Regions from separate parts of the Gasterosteus aculeatus genome. Here region 1 is linked to region 2. Evidence: chromatin contacts called from public Hi-C data. All regions are on one chromosome and are shown on one strand. The core of a region is the stretch at or near the end of the contact, and the rest is flanking DNA. Distances in the headings are between cores, read along the strand shown. Region 1 overlaps unc5b (unc-5 netrin receptor B). Region 2 has its middle 8.6 kb from the start of ly6pge.

Region 1 (5,958 bases), core at 2,355-4,854, 83 kb before region 2:
CAACTGTTGGAGAGGTAAGAAATAAACTAAATTACAAATGTATCCCTCGGGGATTAATAAACTACCAAACACCCGAAAGGGAGAATATGTGTGTATGACACCGCGTCTCAATCCAACTTTTGACAGCAAATCGGTCAGCACTGCTTCCTGGTACACATGAAGGAAACAATGTTGGTGTATTTCAAGACGACATTTAAGGTGTGGACAGTTTGCACTGTAAATGGAAGGACATGGTGACATTCTTTGCCTCCTTGTTATTGCCAGTTATGTGGTCGATGCAGGCGTCCTGCTCTGGAGCTGGAGAGGAGGGCGGCTGACCTCCCACGGACCGGTCCTGTTATTCGCACATTCCCCGACATTCTCAATGTGACAAAGTCCTCTTGGCAATGGTGCCAAGAGCTTCTCCTTGCAGGAGGGACACAGCATTTCTAACCTTTTCACTCTGACGCAATACTTCAATCATAGGTAGATCCCAGGCAGTTTATCAATGCTGCCGCCTCATTGCCTACTAGCTTTCATCAGTAGAGGCCCCGAAGGTGTCGTGATGTTCAGCCCAGTTTTCCTCACAGACTCTCAAACTTGTGGTGCTGTGGTTTTAAAAAATCGTATCCTCCATATTCAGATGATACAGAAAGAAGTGTGGCTGGTTTTTCATACACTGACACTTGATGCAGACAGTTTGCAGTTTGCACTTTTCAAAAATGTATCAACCTGATCAGTTATTCCACAACCAGGGAACAAGAGAAACTACTTAGAAAGATACCATCTCCTATTCTTAGAAGCGCCTCCCCGCGCTCACCCCGCTGTCTCCCCTCGACAGACTGTGAGACATTAGGGGAAAGCAAATAGGAACGTACTTTACGTGTAAGTAAGCGCCAGGGAAAGTTGGGGCATTATTCAAACCAAAGTTGTTGGATTCAAGAGGCTGTACCGTGTTCAGAAAGAACAAACAAGACCAACTTTTGACCTCAACCGTCTCCACCACAACAGGGCCGGACGAAAGAAGGTGAAGCTGCACAGGATGGACCCGTCATCCTTCATCGCTCTCCATCTGTCTCTCTGGCAAACATAGACCTCCGTTCCTTCACCGGTCAGCCCGAACTGAACTCTCACCACTGCAGCTTTTACTCCACCGAGACCCCAGCGCTGTATAGTAGGATAGGATTGGCTGATTCTGGGGGCGGGTGGGTAAGTGGTAAGTTTAAAAAACCTGATAACTGGTAAACGTGGTAATATGAACGAGTCAGGATATAATATAACCACTAGAGACCGTGTTTTTCAGAGATGGCGTTTTACCACTTAAAGAGTCCACAAGCTGACTAAGAATGAGACATGCCTCATTAAAATATCACCAAACACTTTATATCACAAACTCACATTTGAATTGTGGAAAAACTAAAAACACTGTCAACATGCACAAGGAAAACAAAGAAACACACCGAACACACTGTTCCTACAGGTTACACCCTGGGAGGTGTTCACACTAAACAGCTAAAGATAAAACAAATGTGTACGATGAAAATGAACACATCTCAGAGTGATACTTATCCGTGAACACATAAAGCGCCGTGTGACTCCCACACTCCTTCTCTCTGTTCTCCCCTTAAATCTCCTTGTCTGCTCTTACTAAGCTGTCGCCTCCAGTATTTCAGACTTTGAATTCACAGTCAATAACCAATTGTGTTGCCCCTCCCCACCTCTCACCCCCGCTCTTTCCCTTTGTCCGGCATTGATCGTTCGCTCTTCAAACATCGGCTGAAAAACACAGCCTGTCACTCTTCTGTCACGGGGGGGGGAAGAGGAAGGAAGGCAGAGGAATAATGGCAGCAGAGACAGACAAACATGGAGAGACAGTGGTTCAGACGGAGACAGGAGGGGAGGAGAGCAGCGTGTGTGTGTGTTCTAGGATCTGCACTGAGCCAAAGTTTAATTAAAACACTTTTGTATGACTGAGGAGGAGTCAGGGAGACAGACCCCCCCCCCCCCTCCTCCCTGTCTCTCTTTGGGATAATGGAGCTGGGGGGGGGGGGGGTTAAAGTGGAACCTGTGTTTTGGGGCCAGCATACAAACATCCATCAGAGCTCAGCAGCCGGCAATTTGCGCGGAATGGAGGAAGACAAGAACTCCTCGCCGTGCATCACAGCAAGTCTTTTATTACTCTAATGACAGACAGCAGACAGCCAGAAAGCAAACACGGGCTTCTGGGTATTACTTTCCGAAAAGCACCAGATCGCAGGAACACACGCACGCATAGACACAGACACCAGATGACAGCCTGTGCTTATACAGTGCATTCCTACCCAGCCGTATGCATTCACGCTGCACTCGAGCAGCTGAAGGTGCAGCCTCCTCCGGTGACTAAGCGCAGGGATGAGGATCCAACGTCACGGAGAGTCGCACCGACAGTGGCGGCGCGAGGCCACGCTCGAAGGCACGGCCGCGTGGGAGAGAGGACGGGTGGAGGGGGGAAAAAACACGGGCAAACAGGAAGGCTGGCCAAAGAAGTGGAGACGATGAAGACGCTGGACTCCCATAATAACCGGCAAGGACAATGAATCACGGTGTCTATCTTTGTCCAACTTGACGTCAAAAAATGTTTTCTCCACCCTCTGTTCTCTTGTCTCTCATTCTCTCACACAGACACACAACACACACACACACGGACGACTGTAATTTCCTTAGCCCCAGCGCCTCTAGCCAAAGTGGAACCCAAAGTGTCAGTACTTTATCATTACCTTTACAGAGTTAGTCATTACTGTCCCCCTCCAGTGCCCTTTCTATCTCAACACAGCACTCAGTGGGGGGGAAAAGAGATCAAGAGAGAATAAAGCATCGGGAGAAGAACACTTTGAAGCAGCCGAACAACAGAAAAACACTATAAAAGACATTGGCTCATTGTGTGTTTGGCAAGATCGGGATTTTTTTTTTTTTTTTTTGTTCGAGGTCACAAACACATCCGTTCTGCTTTTCAGTTGGGTGTCTGACATAGGAGTGCTCTTATTCAGGGCCGTCCCCTGACTCCATCCTGCTGGGTTCGAAGCACCACTAGACTTAAAATGACTTTAACAAACACACACCAGAAAGCCTGCAGCCCGCAGCTATGAGGCCCAACCGGTCCGCCGAGCCCATTAAGGACAAACAGCTGTGAGGACAGACACTCGAATATGATCACACTGCTGGTGACGGAGGAAACAAGGCCAATAAATAGAGTGATCAGCAGACATTATGTTCCATCCATCATTCTCACCCAATCAACCCCATCATCATCATTCTTGCAAGGAAGCCCTAAGGTAAAGTCACACATGGCACGCAGAGGCAGGTCGAAAGAGACAGAGATGGATGGGGGGGGGAGACAGTCTCTCCTTTGCCTTCCTTAAAGGACAATTAGATTGAGTGATTGATATTCAGACTGACCTCATGCTCATACGCCTGAAAACTACTGGCCAAAGGAGGATGGAGATGGAGAAAAAAAAATACATCAGGAAGGACAGTGATGGTGAGGAATGGTGGAGTCTGGATTTGGACGAACGTTGTGTGAGTGGCAGTGACAGTCTCTGTGTGTGTGTCTATGTGTGTGTGTGTGCTTCGCTTCTCACATCAACAAAGGCAGACGAGGTGTGAGAAGTCATGCCGTTAACCCATCTGACCGAACACGCTCGTTCAAACACTCACTGCATAACCAGCCTTTTGGAGTGAGGTGTGTGTGTGTGTGTGTAGGGGGGGGGGGGGGGGTGGTTGACTCACTAGGCATTATGTTCATTTCATCACGGTTGCTGGGAGCCAAAAAGAGGCAGGAAGCAGAAGTTGACGTCCCGCTAAGAGTCACACATATCCAACTGGCTGTGCGCGCTCATAAAACCGCTCCACGCGTAGGCTTTGAAAGTTCTTGTTTGGCTATTTTGATGCCGCCACCAATATGTGCACCACGCGGCTCGGCAGCCTGTTTCATTGTGGACTCACCATGGTGACTCTTGACTAACTGACTTCACGTCCCAAACAGTCAGGCACACACATTCCCCGTCAGGTCCTCCTTGATTCTTACATTCTGTCTCCGCATGTGGCTTTTTATGTTTTTCTTCCTCTATCAAGTAAAATGACGAGGTGTTCTTTTCTTTTGAAAATCAAAAGAAAGGGGTGCTATTTTAGAAATTGGTTTACTTGTCGTTTTGAGAGACTGACAAAAATTACATTGTCGGTTTGATTTTGTGTGTCTTGCACAGAAACAGGTCCAAGATGTATTAGACGAACCCAAAGATTTCTATGAACTTATTTACAGCTGGTTACACATTTGAGCTTCTTCTTGAAGAACCACTGCAGCAGTTCAAAAGAATCTACCCAGCAGAATGCATTGTTAATTAAAAGGGTAATTAGCTAGCAAACAGCCTTGGAAGTGGTTTGGAAATTAATACTTTGTGAATACATAACCCAATATACATAGATATACATATACGTGGATCAAGGCGCAAGTTCAAGCAAATGCCCATAAGTAAGAAAGATGGAAGAACAGAGAAAGAATAGAAAAAGTGTATTTGTGTGTGTGTGTGTGTGTGTGTGTGTGTCTGTGTGTGTGTGTGTGTTTGTGTAGGACAGAGAGACAGGGAGGAAGGTGACACAGGAGGCTGGAAAGCAGGTTGTCAGAGGGAGAAGAGCGAGCAGGTGACGGAAATGCAGAGTGACGGAAATGCTTCGCTCGTCCATCCGCCATGTCCGGGTGGCAGGAGTAGAGTGAGCAAGCATGACCGCATGATAACACACACACACACACACACACACACGTGTGCCCCCGCAGCAACTGCTGGGGTTCCCGACACATCATCTACAGATCTGCTTAGAGGTGGTGTAGCATCACACACTCTTAGCTCCAAGGTGGGTGGACCCCTGTTTCTTAAAGGACTCACCTTGTCTCTCCTGTAAGCCCTTGGTGGTTGGTTTTAATGACACTTAATCTCACACACACACACACACGCACACGTAAACATGTTATCTAACTATGTGGTAGATGTGCGAGAGGTGGTGCGGCCGTGTTGGTAACAGATTGTAGATTAAATATGTCCCGCTGCGTATTCAAGGGCCTGAGTGAGATTCTGTGACTGTATTTTGGAATGTGTGGGAGAGTGTGACTGCAAGCGAGGGAGCGCTAAGAGGATTTACACTTGTGTTGTAGCTGTGATCCCACTGCTGCTACTGCTGCTTTTGAAAAGACGCGGGGGGCGGGTTGCTTGTGTCGTGGCTGAGATTGTGCTTTACGGCAGCCAGGGGGCGCCACCCCCTGTAGAGCTCATTAATCACAGCCCGTCCAAAGTCGCCCGGTGCTGTTTGTGCGTGCCCCGACGACCACCTACTGCATGGGAACACAGACGTACACAAGCGGCACTATCAATCACTATCAGAGGAACCGAGGGGGGGGGGGAGTGTGTGTGTGTGGAGGAGGGGGGGGGGGGGGGGGGGGGGCTTCGGAAGGGTGGGAGGGAGACAGAGTGGGTGAGACGATGTTGTTTTCCTATTATCAGCTCGAAATTACAGGCCGATACTCGGAGGTCAAACTCATACGGTGGAATGGGACTCGTGGACATAAGTGGACGCGTCGAGGGCGAGGCGCCACTGCCTCTCTGCTCAGCCGCCTGATGAGCGAGGCGCAGATGTCCTCGCGGGGCGGCCGGGTTGCCATGGCGGGTATTCACATGGAGCCGGCTCCTCTAGGGGGGCCCGCGTAGTCTACGCTGCACCGACCGCAGCTACACCCGTCGTCCCTCTCTCGCTCGCCATTCGTTTTGGACGTCTTGTTGAAAACGTGTCCTTCCCCGTCCCCGGCGATTGTCTCGGCGTGACTGCGTGTGCGCGAGGAGCGAGGTGAATAGGTGAAGCAGTACAGTGGGATGAGTGTTTGGAATATGCGGCTGTTTTTTAATGGCAGTAATTACATGAGAAGATGAGCTGCATTCCTTCCTGAGGGCAGAC
Region 2 (5,687 bases), core at 1,081-3,580:
TGATTCTGTTCAAACCCAGTATTTATGCAAAGCTGCAGATACAGATCAGGCTACACTAACAGTATTACCATTAGTAGAACATTGGATTGCAGTTGAGGTTGCTAAGTAATTAACTCCTGCGTTTCGACTGAGCTTACAATAAAACTTTTGCACCCTTCGGCGGGCATGTGACAAAGATAGAAGTCACATAAGTCTAGCAGACTCAATATATTGTGTTGTGAGAGAAAATACATGAAATTACGGGTAACATCTAATATTGTTTTGTGATGACATACAGGCATGCAAGTTGGATTGTCTTAAAACCTTTAACTCTCAACAACAGGTTTTGTTACTAGATGACTGTGAAAAATCAAATGAAACCACAAAGGCAAATACTGAAATGGTAATTTATTAAAGGCTGAAAAAGCCAATTTGGGAGATAAAAAATGCGTGTCCGTAAATTAATTTCTGCTATTGGTTTGAAGCATAGAAAATAAGCAGGTTGTTCATATTCCACGAGATTTTGTCAAAAAACAGCAAGGCTCAGTGAACTGTTTAAATTCCAGCAGAACTTGTTCTTGTTCAACCCATTTTTTTTAACGTACCAGCCCCGATCTGCGTTGCAGTCCGCTGCGACCTGTCGACCCACAAAATCGCCCACAGCAGGTCCCCTGGTTACATTTTGTGCAACCAAATAATGACCAGCACGTCATTAAACATGAATTATGAACCCTCTGTCGGAGTGTTTCATTCATTGAGAGCGTTGCCGGAACAGAACCGTTTCCAAACAGCTTTTCAGCCTATTGTCTGCGACATGCTCAGCTCCTGGGGGCCGAGTGGAGAAAACTGCACTACACCTTAAAACAAACGGCAAGTAACCCTTTCATTAAACATTCCTTAATCCCTCCTCAACCACCCACCCCAAACATCCCTCCCCGGCCCCCCGCCGAGAACAGCTTAGGTCATTACAGTCCGCTGTCAAAACCTGTGACCGCTCCGCGTTGGAGCCGCCAGGATTAAGGGCTGTGAAAACAAGAACAAGGAGGGAAAGGAGGTGAAAGCTGACAGAGGGAGCAAGGCCTTACATATTTTCTCTTTCTTCCCTTCTTTTTTTTGCCCCTCGCCACAGTTGACCGCGTGCTGATTCTTGCAGCTACTTTGCGGCGGACTGCACTAATGTGAAGGGATACGAAGTCACATGGAAAACACGGAGGAGGAGGCCGCTGCACTGAAAGTGAGGAGTAGCTTGAGACAAAATATAATTTCAGAGATGAAGCTCCCTGCTTTTGTTTTGACCTGTTTGGGCCTTTTGCAAATGAATGAGGTACTTTTTTTAATACTTGGTTATGCGTTTCTCACTTTAAACTGTCTGAATCCCGTGAAGCTCATGAATCTGGGGGATCCAGATAGGCTATAATAAAAGACTTTTATTCTTTCTCTTGGTTTGTTCTTTTCACGTCTGCAATGATCTTGGTCTTTGTTTATTTAATTTTGTCACAGTTACCATTTTCTTGCATTGCTAACAGAGACCAGAAAGAAGACATCACGCTCCCTTCACACAGAAGCCACTTGAATTAGCCTCTGCCTACAATCTCTGGCGGAACAGCCATTGAGGGGTGATAGAGAAAGTGTCAATAATTGAGCACTAAATGGGATTCTTCTCAGGAATTCAGCACAGGCCCCCTGTTCCTGAACAGCCATGAACACCATTTTGCTAACCCAGTCAGCGGTAGTGACTTCGCACACACTTATTTAAATGAAAATCTCTGACATCATCGCTCTGAGGGCGTGTGGGGGCGATTAATGTTATGCACGTTTGTGTTTTTACAGGCAGCAAATTCTGAATCGTGCATTCTGAACCATACACGAAGGGTTTGAAGGGTGGAGGCATCAGACGCGTGTTAGTGTGCTTCTCTTGCTGTATAAATGCGACGCTATCTGAAAAGAGAGATCAAGCCATGCAGGACAGCAGCAGTCAGCAGCCGTGGGGAGAATATTTGACTTTATCTCAACCCTTTGCTTCCACGTTGACACCATGAGGAATTTCCAATTTCGGCCCAACAAATCATCCTCTTTCCTTTCCCTTCTCACCGGAGAAAGCACGGTTTCCCCTCTTTAAAAACGCACCGTCTTCACTGGATGCACGTTTTTTCACCTCTCCGTTATGAATCAGCTCCGGCAAACCGACAGCAGGAAGCTGAACCGCGGCTTTGATTACCCACCAACATTGATTAGAAATGCGCGTACAGTCATGTTTGTGTTTGGACCCGCGGGCCTGTTTGGTGTTTTATTTACCGTCACCTTTGTGCCCGGAACTCTGTTAATCCTCTGTTTGTGTTCAAACACCTTAGCTGGAGCCCCTGCGCCGCTGTGTCTCCTTGCTGGCTGCTGCGAGCAGTCTGTGCAGCCTCCTGCCTGTTACTGGACATGATTGACAGGGAATAGTTGATCTGTGTGTGTGTGTGTGTGTGTGTGTGTGTGTGTGTGTGTGTGTGTGTGTGTGTGTGTTCGTTGCTGTGCGCGTCTACTTTACTTTGTCTCCATCTGTCTGCCTGCCTGTCGGTCTGTGAGTTAACGAGGACGACTTGAACATCTTCATGAAAAGCACTATTTGTTTGGCAGGCTGGTCTTTATTTGATTTATTCATGATGTGCAGATAAATATAATAAATGCAAATATCTTGAGTCCTATGAAGACTGTTTCTAAGAAGGTTGATGCCAGGAGGTTATGGAGGCTTATCATATTGATCAAAATGACAGAAACTGTTAAAAGCTTTAACACAACTTTCACTGCCTTGCAACTGAGAGCTAACGGCGCTCCTCGGGCCCTTCGGGGGTCACCCGCAGGCCCCGTGCCCCAGCCCCTCGCCTCACCCCGCGGCTGAATGGTACCCCTGATTATCTCATAGCTTTGCTGGATATTCCCTCATCTCCCCTTTAAAAAGGGCCGAATTACTTCCAGCTCCCCAAACTTGTCAAAACCAATTTGCCTTCCTATTATTCCCTCAACACGACCCCTCCTCTCAGCCCTCCCTCAACAAATCCTCCCCCCTCGATCGAAAAACCCAACACGACCTGTGCCACCCCTAAACCCCCCCTCCACCCTCTCCACCCTCTCCACACCCTCCACCCCCTCCACCCCCTTCCTGTGGACTTTCCCTTCACGTCGCAGCAAACCTTTATGAACACAGCATATGGCCGCGAACGAGCCCCACACACACACACACACACACACACACACACACACACACACACACGCGCACACACACACACACACACACACACACACACACACACACACACACACACACACACACACACACACACACGCGCACACACACACACACACACACACACACACACACACACGCACACTACAAAGTGAGGCTACAAAGTAACTACAAAGTAAAAAACCTGTAAAACAGAAATCAACAAACTTGGGGAAAAAAAATGCTTCTTTCCCAGCGCGGGCAGCACTTCCACCATCATATCCTGCACGGCGCTTCACCCCCCTCCCTCCCCCCCGTCCCTCTCCCATCAATTAGCGCCTCGCCAGTGACAACACAGAAGATCTTCATTAGCGGAGAATGCTCAATTATATCAGTTGATATTCCTTTCGAAAACTAATTATCCCAGTTGCATGATACGGTTGACTGAGCCTGCCCTCACCCCGGGGCGCAGCGGTTACTGATGTGATTTGGTTTTGGCTCGAAGGTCTGCTTCCCTCTCTCTTTTGTTATCCTCCTTTCCCCTCTGCACTCATTCAACGCAGTAAAGCGTCCCAACTCAGTGAAGCCGCTTCCCTCTCCTCGGTTCTGCGTGATATTTGTTGACCCTCCGTGTTCTTGTCATAACAACTTGTTATGCTCGCATTTCTCCCAATTAAAAACCAAGTGCCTGTGCATGTGAATGCATGTCTCCTCTGAGATGCACAGAATTTGCAGAACTGTGATAACTCTACAAAAAGCTCGTCATTGGAGCCCTTTCTCTATCTAATCCTGATCGTTTGTTCATCCTGTGGGAGGAGGGGGGGGGAGCAAAAATAGACAGCCTCTATCACAGCTATAGTTGAGACCGAAATGGTGCAAACGCTGTCTTCTCAGGAGAGGAGACTGGGGAGGAGGTGAAACTGCAGAGAACATATGGTGGAGACAGTAGATGCTGTATTTGTAAACCTGTAATTCGTCCGCTGATGAATAGCAATGAGATCTGAGCAATATTGAGGAAAATTACTGAGGAAATCTGTTTGCAGGATGGTGTTTCATAACAGGTCTTTAAAAACTTTTATTATTCTAACATTATAAAAGTGTCTGGAGGGGAGGCAATGGCTCCAGGAATTGAAGGCAAAAACAAAATAACCGTTTCCCTGACAGACATTCACTTCAACAAGCTTAATTTTCTTTCATCTCAAGCACATTATTTCCATGCTAATCACGTTCTTTTTTCCATTTCTCATCAAGGTTTATAAGAGGGGAAAATCGTGAAATATAATACTAATAAAAAGAACATGCTGAACACATTTCACCGCGTATACAGTGTGTTTTCTACATGCCAGCTTCAGGTTCCTCTTTGCTGCCCTCAAACCAGGGACGGGCCGCACAGAAGGCGAGCCATTTAGTCAGGGCAAGGGAACACACTCACTCACCCCTTCTCCTCCCCTCTGTATGTCTCCCCCTCCCTGTTCCAAAGACCCAAAGCCCTTGTGGTCCCTCGTCCGGAGGAAGATCACTTTAATTCTGCTTCACGGATCTTTTTCAAAAAGACCCAAGACCCGGAGACGTCAGAACCGTTGACCGTTGGGTGAACCCGCGCCGACCAGCCGGGACCCGAGAGGTTGCAAACACAGCCTACGCATCACACGCTCTCACCCCCCCTTCCTCCCCATTTTAGCAGAAGCATTTGATGTCGAGCAGAGTGTGTTCTTTTTTACTAGGTGTAAGTGTTTCTTTGTGTTTGTGACCCACACAAATAATAATGGGCCGTCAATTACTCGAGCGCAGCTAATCGACCGTTTTTTAAAAGGTCATTTTTCACAAAGACAAACAGAACTCTGTGAGATGATTTTTTTTTTCCATAGTTGGTTGTTTTCGAAGGTCTGGATCCAAAGCTCAATGTTGCAAGACGCATCCTGTGGGAACTGAGAGCTGCTCTTCCTGCGGCGTGGACCACCCCAGCTGATGGTTGGCTTATGTGGTCCCGGAGATGGATTCCACAAACGGTTTGTTTCAGGGATCAGGAGGAGTTTGCAACCAAAGCCAATTTACGCAGAGGGGATTTGAACACAAATAAAATCTATCATTGCTGAAAACACAACAGCTTTTCTTTCAAATATAGGTGCATAATTTTTGTTTTAGCGCTCGTATTGACCAGTCCAATCAGTTCCGCGGCAGCCGGCAGTCATTATAAACAGGTCGACTAATCAATACACCAGGAAAATAAATAGAATAAAGAAAATGCAACAAAGGCCTCGAGAGACCATCTCACAGCAGAAGGAGGGAAGCGTGACGGTTTGTGACAGAAAATGTCAATCTTTCGGGGGCACACACTCAGCAATTGATAAATGCTCTCTGATAAAAAAAAAAAAAAGCAACACGCAAACAAACCAAAAATAAATCACAAATATGTCAGTGTGTGCAACATTCGGTGGCATTCACGGGGAGTGAAACCTGTCTGGTTTACTTAAATCCCTAAAAGGGCAGCCAGCTCATA

The links. Hi-C and Micro-C count contacts between places; a contact is called where the count stands out from the background.
Region 1: a Hi-C map of skeletal muscle shows a contact between it and region 2, with 2.1 times the contacts expected there. The contact joins two enhancer-like sites. A contact is called at or near these places in 3 of 6 Hi-C or Micro-C datasets (liver, skeletal muscle and whole body).

Annotation. Positions count from the first base shown.
Region 1 is chr6:8,655,122-8,661,079 of fGasAcu3.hap1.1, reverse strand. All of the region lies in intron 1 of unc5b (unc-5 netrin receptor B), which reads right to left. Among protein-coding and RNA genes, the nearest start is that of slc29a3, 19 kb to the left of the region's middle. Within about 2 kb of position 3,604, at least 1 of the 9 cell types and tissues checked has open chromatin away from gene starts, as enhancers often do.
Region 2 is chr6:8,571,109-8,576,795 of fGasAcu3.hap1.1, reverse strand. No RefSeq gene overlaps it. Among protein-coding and RNA genes, the nearest start is that of ly6pge, 8.6 kb to the right of the region's middle. Within about 2 kb of position 2,330, at least 1 of the 9 cell types and tissues checked has open chromatin away from gene starts, as enhancers often do.